2 separate regions of the Salvelinus alpinus genome follow, and region 2 is linked to region 1. A link is a contact called in public Hi-C data. All regions are on one chromosome and are shown on one strand. Each heading gives the region's core, a stretch centred on a gene start, on an enhancer-like site or on the middle of the called end of the contact. The rest is flanking DNA. Distances are from core to core; before and after follow the strand shown.

What was found. A called contact is a pair of places that touch in the nucleus more often than the background predicts.
Region 2: a Hi-C map of red muscle shows a contact between it and region 1, with 5 times the contacts expected there. The contact joins the promoter of LOC139584793 here to the promoter of LOC139530101 in region 1. A contact is called at or near these places in 2 of 3 Hi-C or Micro-C datasets (muscle and red muscle).

The regions. Positions count from the first base shown.
Region 1 is chr9:38,738,078-38,744,095 of SLU_Salpinus.1, forward strand. It overlaps LOC139530101 (plasmanylethanolamine desaturase 1-like), which reads right to left and starts at 1,384. Exons shown (of 7, transcript XM_071326202.1): 1 at 1,257-1,384; 2 at 599-793. The coding sequence starts at 1,263. The region is part of intron 1 of LOC139530103 (a long non-coding RNA gene); the gene reads right to left.
Region 2 is chr9:38,884,741-38,890,851 of SLU_Salpinus.1, forward strand. It overlaps LOC139584793 (zinc finger protein 423-like), which reads right to left and starts at 4,088. Exons shown (of 8, transcript XM_071417014.1): 1 at 3,839-4,088. The coding sequence starts at 4,073. All of the region lies in intron 1 of LOC139530103 (a long non-coding RNA gene), which reads right to left. It overlaps LOC139584794 (a long non-coding RNA gene), which reads left to right and starts at 4,077. Exons shown (of 3, transcript XR_011676829.1): 1 at 4,077-4,193; 2 at 4,735-6,111.

The DNA.
Region 1 (6,018 bases), core at 134-2,633:
AAGGGGTTTTGCCCTTTTACCCAACGTTTAAAACGTTGGTATACTCAGAGAGGAAAAAGCAAAGCGAGAGGTTCTACTCTGCCCAAAATCTGTCCACGAAAATAAGACCACAAAGTGAGGAATTTTTGTATGGAGGTCAATGTGTCGAATTTGGTCAACAACAAAAATGGAATTGCTAATTTACAACGTGAGGCTTATAGAAGTTTCGTAATGGTTAGGTTGTTACAAATGCACTGATATAAGTGGACACACATGGCATTTCGGCAATACAATAAAAAAATAATAATATCTGCCCTCTCATTGGCTAGAATGGTCCCACCTGATCTCGCCTACTAACGCATGCCTGCCATCTTTGAGGACATATATTTTCATCGTTAGAGCGGTCACTCTACTGTCTTGTCAATATAATACAAAATCTTTGCTATACTTCATCTCAACAATGACAGGTGTTATTATCATCCTCTATATAAACAGCCCATTACAGTTTTGGCGAATTATCAGCAGCGTGGCGCGCGTAGTTAGGTGACAGCCCTAATCTTAGTGAGGTTTAGTGTCCTTCATTAATTAAAAAAGTATTCTCCCCAGCTCATTGTCTTACCAGGTGAGTACAGTGTTGCAAGTTGTCGGGCCCCTGCATGCTGCGGTCCCCAACGAGGCGCCGTGCTGCGGGCAGCCGAACCGTGCTCATTCCCGTTAGGATCCTCCTCTGCCATAGACCGATGTTGAATCTCTCTCTCTGACAGTAGTACTGGCGCTGCCACCGCGATCCTCCCTTCCATTCCTCCAGTTTGAACTAAAATGCATAAATCATGTATTTCTTCAAACGAAGCCAGTTATTTGATTGCTAGGGAATGTTTGTCAGTGTGGTGTTGTGATGCTCTCCGCACCGGAGCTACCCAGTAAAACCCGGAACTACAATACGGATGAACCGCCTCTGACAAACAGACTTATAACGGCGGCTATAGTACTACGTTCCTTTCGTCTGATTGAGACAACAGTTTATATAATTATTCAAAGACCACAGCCTAGTGTGCCTATAACTGGCGTGTTTTAGAGCAGCGCTTTCATGTTCCGCTAATTATTGTAAACACTTATTTTTGCATTTCTCCATGCTTGCCAGAGTGTAGGGATAGTAAAGTTATGATATCAAAAAAGGTCTAAAACAAAAACGTAATTGTTTATGGAAACTACTTAAATAGGTATTTTAAAAAATCTTATATTTCCTCTGATAATGACAAAACCACAGCGATAAATACCTGGCATTGGACCGTACGTCTGTGACTGAGTTTCTTTTCCTCCAGCACTTCAGAGAATCAGCTGTAAAATATTGAGGATCCCTAATGTCCTGGCGCAACAGCGAAGTGAACCATGGGGCGTATTCATTACGGAAACCATGTACTGTTTAAGAACCAAAAGGAAGAAAACGGAGCAAAACGACAGTTTCTATTGGACAAATTTAGGTAGGTCCATCCCCGTTTCGTTCAGTTTGCTTCCGTTTAAGAAACGTTTTGCAACATAATAGGCGTAAGGAATACACCCGTGGTTCGAGCTGATACGCGGGTGATGCCATTGCCCACTGGCACCGATCCAACAGTGCACTACAAAAACAAAGACCAGTTGGTATTTCACAAACTTTAATGATTAAAATATGACACCGCAGGCCCATATTCTCTATTCCTTTATAGAGTTTAGTTAATTCAATTGTCCTTCCACATTGTTAAACAGAAATTGTCTTACACCGGGCAATTCCTCTTCACAGCATCTAGTTTTCTCATGCAGACTTGTTGAAATGTAAAAAAATATATATATATAATCTTAATTTAAATCTTTCAAGTTATCACATTACCTTAGATTGAATGAAGTAAACGGACAACATAATAGTGATACATTTCTGTTGGCTAGGCTGCTTCTGACAAAGTAGCCTAATGATTGTATTCAACTGCACCTGTTGTGTGTGCTGGCAGGAGTCCCCATAGAGATAGTTAGCAGATGCAACATTGTATATGTTCCATTTGGCGACTATGTGAACTTGGGCAGCAACATTGAGGCATCTCCATTGTGAAGTAGTACATTTTCTTCTTCTACTACTTCTAAACTCAGCAAAAAAAGAAACGTCCTCTCACTGTCAAATGCATTTATTTTCAGCAAACTTAACATGTGTAAATATTTGTATGAACATAAGATTCAACAACTGAGACATAAACTGAACAAGTTCCACAGACATGTGACGAACAGAAATTGAATAATGTGTCCCTGAACAAAGGGGGGGTCAAAATCAAAAGTAACAGTCAGTATCTGGTGTGGCCACCAGCTGCATTAAGTACTGCAGTGCATCTCCTCCTAATGGACTGCACCAGATTTACCCCACTCTTCCACCAAGGCATCTGCAAGTTCCCGGACATTTTGGGGGGGAATGGCCCTAGCCCTCATCTTCCGATCCAACAGGTCCCAGACTTGCTCAATGGGATTGAGATCCGGGCTCTTCGCTGGCCATGTAGCACTCTCTGTAGCGTCTCACAGTACGGACATTGCAATTTGTTGCCCTGGCCACATCTGCAGTCCTCATGCCTATTTGCAGTATGCCTAAGGCACGTTCACACAAATTAGTAGGGACCCTGGGCTTCTTTCTTTTGGTGTTTTTCAGAGTCAGTAGAAGGGCCTCTTCAGTGTCCTAAGTTTTCATTACTGTGACCTTAATTGCCTACCGTCCATAAGGAGTTAGTGTCTTAACGACCGTTCCACAGGTACATGTTCATTAATTGTTTATGGTTCATTGAACAAGCGTAGGAAACAGTGTTTAAACCCTTTACAATGACGATCTGTGAAGTTATTTGGATTTTTACCAATTATCTTTGAAAGACAGGGTCCTGAAAAAGGGAAATGTAGTTCTAAAAGGTGCACACTGGCACCTATAGTGTGTTGTTGGAACAGGTATAAAGCCAACGTTGATGATTTATTGCCACCTGCAGTTATGGCATGTTTTCTCAAAAGTATAATTCATTGGCCAATCCCTCCTGATGACCTGGATGGAATTATGTGATCATTCCTTAACTCATAGGAAGTCCCACCCAGTTGACTACCTAAGAATGGTGAAAGTCATCAATGGCACTGCATACTCTATGCCCTAGAGTCTACTGTCTGAATAGCCACCCTGGCTCTTCTCCAGGTACGTCGACAGCGGTGGACAAACATCTGGGCCGAGGGTAGGCTGAGCTCCTGCTCTTGTTCTTGGAAGAGTGGAGCACTTGCAGCACTTGAAAGGGGAGAGTCCCGTGGCAGAACAGGGAAGGGTGTTCCGGGCATATTCCACCCAGACCAGTTGACGGCTCCAGGTTGTGGGGTTGGTTGAGACCAGGCATCTCAAGGTGGTTTCCAGATCTTGGTTGGCTCGCTCCAACTGACCGTTGGTTTGGGGATGGAATCCATATGACAGGCTGGCCAACGACCCAATAAGGGTGCAGAATGCCTTCCAGAACTGAGACGAGAACTGAGGACCCCGATCGGAGACAATGTCTACCGGGAGTCCATGGATCCGGAAGACATAGTGCACCATAAACTGGGCCATCTCCTTGGCAGAAGGTAGTTTGGGGAGAGGGATGAAATGGGCGTCCTTGGAGAACCGATCGACTACCGTCAGAATGACAGTGTTGCCATCAGACGGAGGGAGCCCAGTGACAAAGTCCAGAGATATGAGACCAAGGATGATGAGGGACCGGCAAAAGTTGAAGGATGGCAGAAGGAGCTTGCCGTGGAGTCTTGTTCTGAGAACACACTGTGCATGCGGCGACGAAGGCAGAGATGTCAGGAACCATTGTGGGCCACCAGAAACGTTGTCAGAGGAAGGCTAGTGTACGACGGGACCCTGGATGACAGGTCAGTCTGGAGGAATGAGTCCATTCCAGGACCCGGGACCGGACTGGGTTAGGGACAAACAGGCTGGGAGCGTTGCGCCTCGCGAACCAGGTTCTCAATACCGCAATCCACAGTGGCAGTAAGACATGAGGTAGGGAGAATGGTTTCGGAGGTCGAGGGTGTGGCAGAGGAACTGTATAGGCGGGAGAGAGCGTCAGGCTTCACATTTCTTGACCCTGGGCAGTAGGAAATGGTGAAGTTGAATCTGGTTAACAAGAGGGCCCACCTGGCCTGCCTGCAGTTGAGGTGCTTGGCTGCACAGAGATAATCCAAGTTTTTATGGTCGGTCCAGACCAAGAATAGCTGTTCTGCTCCTTCCAGCCAGTGCCTCCACTCTTCCAACGCCATCTTAACCGCCAGGAGTTCTCAATTGCCTACATCGTAGTTCCTCTCTGCAGGATTGAGACGATGGGACAGATAGGCACAGGGATGAAGCTTTTGGTCCTGGGCAGATCGCTGGGACAGGATGACCCCCACTCCAACATCCGAAGCATCAACTTCCACCACAAATTGACGCGAGGGGTCCAGATGGATGAGCATGGGAGCTGTTGTGAACCGATGCTTCAGGTCCACAAAGGCTTTGTCAACAGCTGGAGACCATTTGAACGGTACCTTGGGAGAAGTGAGTTCCAAGAGGGGGGCCGCCAAGGTGCTGTGATCCCGAATTAAATGATGGTAGAAGTTAGCAAAACCAAGAAACCCTCACAACTGCACCCTGTACGTTGGTTGAGGCCAATCCACCACTGCTTTCACCTTTCCAGGATCCATCTGAACATTGCCCTCAGCAATGACACATCCCAGAAAGGTAATAGTAGAGCGTTGGAACTCACACTTCTCAGCTTTCACAAACAATTGGTTCTCCAGGAGGCACTGAAGAACCTGTCTGACATGAAGTACATGTTCTTGGGCAGAAAAACAGGAAAAAACAGGATGTCGTCAAGGTAAACGAACACAAAACGGTTTAGCATGTCCTGGAGCACATCGTTGACCAAAGCCTGGAAAACAGCGGGGGGCATTGGTGAGTCCAAATGGCATGACCTGGTACTCATAATGTCCACTGGCTGTGTTGAAGGCTGTCTTCCACTCATCCCCCTCATGTATCCGAACCAGGTGGTAGGCATTCCGAAGGTCCAACTTAGAAAACATGGTGGCTCCCTGGAGAGGTTCAAACGCAGAGAAGAGGTAGGGGGTAGCGATTTCTTTACCGTAATGTCGTTAAGTCCCCTGTAGTCAATGATACAGACGCAGGGTCTTGTCCTTCTTTTCCACAAAGAAAAACCCTGCGCAGGCAGGAGATGCAGATGCACGGACGGCCCCAGTGGCCAGAGACTCCTCTATGTACTCCTCCATAGCTTTGGTCTTTGGTCCAGACAGAGAATACAATCGACCCGAGGTGGTGTGGTGCCTGGGAGAAGATCAATGGCACAATCATAAGGAGGGGGAAGGGAAGTAGCACATGCCTTACTGAACACTTCCAGGAGATCATGGTATTTAGTGGGAATAGCTGAGACATCCACAGTCTTGCTAACATCCTGAGGAAGACGACTTGGGGGAAGACTGTGCTGCTTGAAGGAAGTGGGAATGGCAAAATGGGCTCCAACCCAGGATGGGGCTTGTGGTCCAGTCATTCACCAGATTGTGCTTTTGTAGCCAGGAAAATCCCAAAACAACCGGAACATGGGGAGATGCAATGAGGAGGAACTGTATAGTACCAGAAACCCGTAATTGAACGGGCACAGTACTATGGGACTTCACCTATAGAGCGTCCGTCCAGTGCACTAGCATCCATGGGGACAGAGAGAGGCTGAGTGGGAATACCAAGCTCCGAAGCAATAGTGGCATCCATAAAACTTTCATCAGCCCCAGAGTCAATGAGCACTCGGATAGACTTAGATTGGTCTCCCCACAGCACAAGGACAAAAAAGGGTGTGCGGGTGATGGGAATTAGGGAACTCCCAGTCTGACTTACCATAGTGCTGGTACCCACGAGAGACAAGGGTTTCATAATAGGGCAGGTAGATTTACAAGAGGGCTTGGGTGGCTTCGAATCCTCTCTGAAAAGCTGCCCCCGGAAACTTCCGGAATCCCTTGAAGGTGAGCGAGCCA
Region 2 (6,111 bases), core at 2,838-5,337, 150 kb after region 1:
TTCTTGTATAACAAAAAACACTCAACTCTATTGCTATGCAATTACTGAAGCGCTATGTCACATGTTAATACAATGTTACTACTTAGGTAATTACAGTGTTACTACAAAGGTGTACGAGCAACTGAATAATCTAACCATAATGTAGATTGAGAGATGATTTAACTGGACAAATAATACAATCAAGTAAACTCTATTATGTCAACATAAAACTGGCACACAAAATGAATATCTACACTACAGAATCTAGAGAAGAGAAACATTACAATCTCAGCCAGGTGGAGCTAAATAAATAGATTAAGATTTTTGAAGATTTTACTGCAACTTAGAAAATTTTTGAATTGATAGGGGAAGCTGGTGTAAACAGTAGTACTGGTGGAATTTGCGTGGAAAGAAGGGGGAAAGCAGAGGGGAGGTGGAGCCCTAGACAAGCCTTGTTCCAACGGCTCCTTCTCCTCCATCCCAGGTTAAAGGTCCTATTTGATTTGATTGACTAAACAACACTGTGGAAAATAAATAAGTGCTCTCTCGCTCCCTGGATGTCATGTGCACTCATTCCCGCTTAATGTCCTGTAAATGAAGAGGATTTATTAATGTGTAATTAAGTAATAATCATCACTACATAATGCATGAAATACTCATGGGGACGGGGGAGATATGAAACAGAAATACCCCGGCCAGGCACTCTACGCAAAGACACACATTAAAAAGGGATTAATCGGGAGAAATAATATTTTGATAAGAACCACTCGTTCCCCTCTCCCCCCTCCCCATTAGTAAAACAGCCAATCATAGCTATTAATGCAACCTCAATTAGGAAAGAAAATCCCCCCCACCACAAACTACTGATGATAACAAGGATTGGTGGTTTCATCAAATCCTTTTTCATCATAGCCGGTTGACTGTGTGTAGCAAAAGAGGAATAAATATGAGTCTCAATGTGTTGAATGACACTTTAATAATGTTTACATACTGCTTTGCGCATCTCATATGTATATACTGTATTCTATTCTACTGTATTTTAGTCAATGCCCCTCCGACAATGCTCAATCTAATATTTATATATTTCCTAATTCCATTCTTTTACATTTAGATGTGTGTGTACTATGGTGAATTGTTAGATACTACTGCACTGTTAGATACTACTGCACTGCTGGAGCTAGGAAGACAAGCATTTCGCTACACCCGCAATAACATCTGCTAAATATGTGTATGTGCCTAATACAATTTGATTTGAGCATTGGCATTGACAGGCACTCGTAGGAGTTGAGTGAGCAGGTGAGAGACAAGAGGACACGAAAAACACAAATAATCCCTGGTGCATGCCCTGTACCACTGACGCTCACTCATAATTTGAGAATATGCCAGTTAGTGAGAAAGGTGTTGTGCGGAGATAGCAACAGAACACATCTTAGTTACACATAGATCTGGCCTCTGGCTGCTGTGCATCACCGACTAAGCACAAGCTTTGTTTATTCAAAGCCACAAGCTGCCACTGCCAAACGAACACACTCAGGATACAAAACAGTACAAAGACTAGCTATCTTTATGCAGAGAAATTGGGATTTGTTTTCACATGACATATAGTACATGTACAAGTAACTGTCAAAATAAAGGAAACAGCGTCTTAATAGGGCATTGTGCCACCACGAGCTGCCAGAACAGCTTCAATGCGGCTTGGCATAGGGTCTACAAGTGTCTGGAATTCTATTGAAGAAACGCAACACCATTCTACCACAAGAAATTCCATAATTTGGTGTTTTGTTGATGTGGTGGAAAACGTTGTCTCAGCCACCACTTCAGATTCTCCCATAAGTTTCCACTTGTGTTGAGATACGGTGATTGACACACCCGCCCACCATGCTCCTTTGAGACCCCTCTTGAGATCTTTAACTCTAGCCATAGCAGCTGAAATAAAAGGAAACTGGTCATTTTTATACATGACCCTAAGCATGATGGGATGTTAATTGCTTAATTGATTCAGGGACCACACCTGTGTGGAAGCACCTGCTTTCAATATACTTTGTATCCCTGATTTACTCAAGTGTTTACTTTATTTTGGGAGTTACCTGTAAATGCCTTGTAGTTAGTTCATTAGTATTAGTAATTGTTGAAATAATCAAGTGATCCCTTTCCCACATTCAGCCTATATGTGATCATTTTAAAATGTCTTGCTTTGAACCAGTGTATATTTTAGTAGACACCAAAGGTATCCCGAGAGATCATGACACCAATCTCTGTTGACTCAGACTGGGTCATCAACCCAGTTAGAACTTGCCATTAGTCTTGGTGAACCATTCACTGCATGTACAGAGAGCACAACTAACAAAACAATACATACATTACTAAAACAATGTAGGCTTTATAACCTTTCAACCTAAATAAACCATTGCACATTGTTGCCATCAATTAGAACAAAAAGACAAATTGGGGGAGGGGTAATAATTCGGGACCACATGGCCACCCCATTGCCCATCTGGTTTCCACAGAGGCAAAACGAGCCAAATGCCCCTTGCCCGTCCACTTCACTGTAATGGCTCAGTATCATCTCGCTCTCAGTTCACGGATGCGGTCCTATTGAATTTGACTAGAAAATACAGGTTACCAAGAAAACGGTCCAGCAAGTAAAACACAAACCAATAACCCTATGCTTTAATCATGGCGATGGAAAAACAACATATGCAAGATGTGGGAATGCATGGGCATAATGCGCGTCATACACAGCAAGGGTGACAATCAATACGCACACCTCCACGATACAGGTGAACAGTAGCTAATGAAACAAACACATTGCAGTCTAGTCAAGTAACAAACGTGGTCACAATTTTAAATCAATTACGTAATCAACTGACCAGGGAAGACCCGAGTCACTATTGCAACACTACAGAAAGTTGGCTGTTGGACCGGATAAAATAGGCCTATCTATTATTTCCCCCTCTTTAAATTGCTTAGGCTTTTGTTTGACTATATATAAATAAAACACTGAGGATATTTAATCGTTGAATTTCATAGTAGCCTAGGCCAAAAGGTAGTCATGAAATCTTATTGGTCATGCGAGAGTTTGTCCCCATTAAAACAACTTACCTTTTACGGAGCGCGGTTTGGCCTGTTTTCGTCTAGACATCTCTGGATTGTGAAAGTATTTTCTTCTCGAATCGATCTCTAATGTTTTGCGAAAATAGTCATATAGATGGATACTTCAGCTGGCGTGTTTTTCACTTCTTTGCCTGTTGCAATGCGGCAACTTAAGTCTCTGATAGTATCCTATAGTCCAGTTAAAGGGGAGGTGAGTAGCCTATACAATTTGGAGCTGTGGAGAGGCGCTGCGCCCGGATACTCCAGCAATTTAACTTCTTCGGCTGGACTCAACCTGTAGAATTAACGGAATAACGCGTCTTTCTTTCGGAGTCCGTGACGACAGTATCTTTTGCTCCTTTACGTTCATAAACACCTTAGCTATAGCGCGACTTAATCGGTAGAGTCCAAGTTTCAAGAGGCAGCCAACGCCAAAATGACAGCCATGCGGTAACACCTGATCGGGCCGTTAGAAAGGTGCCAATACATCAAAATACGATGACATTGACTATACAATTATAGAATTCCGTAAAATCAAGCGTTACGTTGTCTTCTTTTCCTCTTCGTCTTGAGGGTTTGTTGTGCAGTTCTCGGAATAAGTCTCTTTTTCACCCTAATCTTGCGAACACCGAACCTCCCTTCGTCCGTTATTTTTCAGAAGGTGGCATGGGTAATGCAACCTTACCCAGCATTTTCACCCCTTGGGGTTTTGCGTTTTTAAATCCTGAAATCAGTCAAATGTTTGTAGTATTTAGCCTCTCTCTACCTTTTTCTTTGTCCTGACTCTGGTCTTCCCTCCGCCTCCCGATCCGACTGCTGGCGGGGCTGCAGCGCAGACACACATAATAAAGCCAGGCTTGGCTGGAAATGTAGCCGTGTCCCAGCAGGAGGATGTGAGAGTAGGGTCCCGGCGGGGGAGCGCTCTGATCCCGCAGGGAGCTATGCACAGCCTGGGTTGAACAGACAGAGAGAGCCAACAGCACCAAACCATGGTCAGCCATGGAAACTACAGCTCAACTTGGAGCACGGATCGGGGCCAAAACACGGAGCATCAAAGAATTCTGCACAGCGCGTGAAAAATACGGACCGGATTCAGTTTTAGTCCTTTCCATCTTAAATTGGTTAGTCGTGCGCTACTTTCTCACTAGGGGTGACGATTGCCAATTATGTTGAAATTCTTTTTCTAAAAGTCGTGAAATGCAACCTGATATTTTTACATACATAGGCCTAATTGTTTATATTTTATCATAAATTAATCTGACTGGATTGTATTTTTTATATGGGCCTATATTGTTCGTAGTGGCTTTCTAAATGCACCTAATGCAAATATAAATCCATGTCATGTAATTATTCACATGTTTTATGTATTTGAAATAATCGGCCTAGCAGTGTATTTATGTTGTTTTATCAAAGGGGTCTGGGCCCTCACTAGTGGTAAACTTAACCCTCGGACAGGACCTATTAGAGGGCCATATGTTTTCAATACCAACGGAACTCATAATGTCAGGAGTTATGTGTTGGGGCAAACTGCTGAGCCCTAACAGTTCAGACTAGGACTACAATTCGTGTGTTTGTCTCCTACAGAAAAGGGACATGTTGCCAATATGAGCCAGAAAAATATTTAAAATCACATGGTGCTTTGTTATTTTCTCTCCTGCACAGTGTGCTCTTTGACCGAGCTAGAGCTGCCCGGGCGTTGTCATGGATATCTTGGTGGGCTCCCTCCCTGTCTTGACCTGCGGGGTGTCCTGCAGATTGAGCCTCGCCCCCGTCGTGAGACGGAGCGGCCTTTAAAATTGACCCCCGTTGATGTGGGGGCCCCTCTTGTCTCGTCTGAACTCCCCCTGAAATGAGCGCGCGCCTGGAGACCGCTTTTAAAGCGCTTGTGGCGTCCCAGAGAGAGGCCGCTGGCACACAAGGGTAAAATCTCTCCGCAGTGGTCCCTTATTCTTCGATAAATACAAAGGAGGAAAATAGCCCACATTACAAGCTCCTTAAGGGTCAAGGACAGCCGAGAGATGAATGGTTTCTAAAAGTAGTATTGTTGAATCACATAGCACGCGATTACACCCTCTGTCATCGTTCGGATTTGGTTTTATAGAGCATCAACCAGCTTTGAATAAGGCAAAAAGACATGTGGCTGATATTAATTAAGACAATCTCTGGTCTAGCAGTAACAGCGCAGGGACATATGAATATCCTGCTTGCCATTTTGATTCCCCACACTGGGCCAGTAGAACCATTAGGCAAATCTAAAAGGGCTGTGGAAGTATTAGGAGAAGGGACATGTAATATAGTTGAATAATAATGCTGTTCTGTTTAACTGGATTTTGTGTTAGAAAACCAGTTTAGCATATTTGATTTGGGGATGTCTACATAGTTCATGTAGGCCTAAATTGATTTAGATCAGCATGTGAAATGTGACTGCAATGTGCATTTTACTGACTCACATTACAATGTAGACATCACTGTGTTGTTGCTTGATTTGAAATGCTGTTTGATTATTGGTAACACAGTTAATGATGACACATGAAAACTGACAAGGATGTGAAGGAGCACACCAATACACCTGTCACACAAACCATAGACAACACAGTTGATGGAAACAACAGTCAGTTTCCTGTCTGTCCCTCTCTCATTGCCTCTCCACCTTAAATACATGTATATGGTGTAGTAGGACTAGCCTCAGAAAGCCCTGTTAAACACTCCCTCACTGTACTGTCACAAGCCTGGAGAGTTCATGTTATATTTATGTTGCCTACAGCGGATTCTCTCTGTTCTGTTCAGCTGAACTCTTGCCAGCTCTGCTAGCCCCCCCCCCCCCCCCCCACTTCCACAGACAATGTTACATCTCATTGGTTTTGCCCTAGATAAGCTATTTTTAAAGGAAATAATTAGACATAACTGATTTAAATACTGCAAAGCCACACTCTTTTTGTCTCGTAAGCGTGGTGTCTGTGTGTGGATAATGAGCAAAAAGGTGAGAGCAGAGGAATCATTTTGCCTCTAGTATCTTTTTTAATAAATATGCATGGGAAA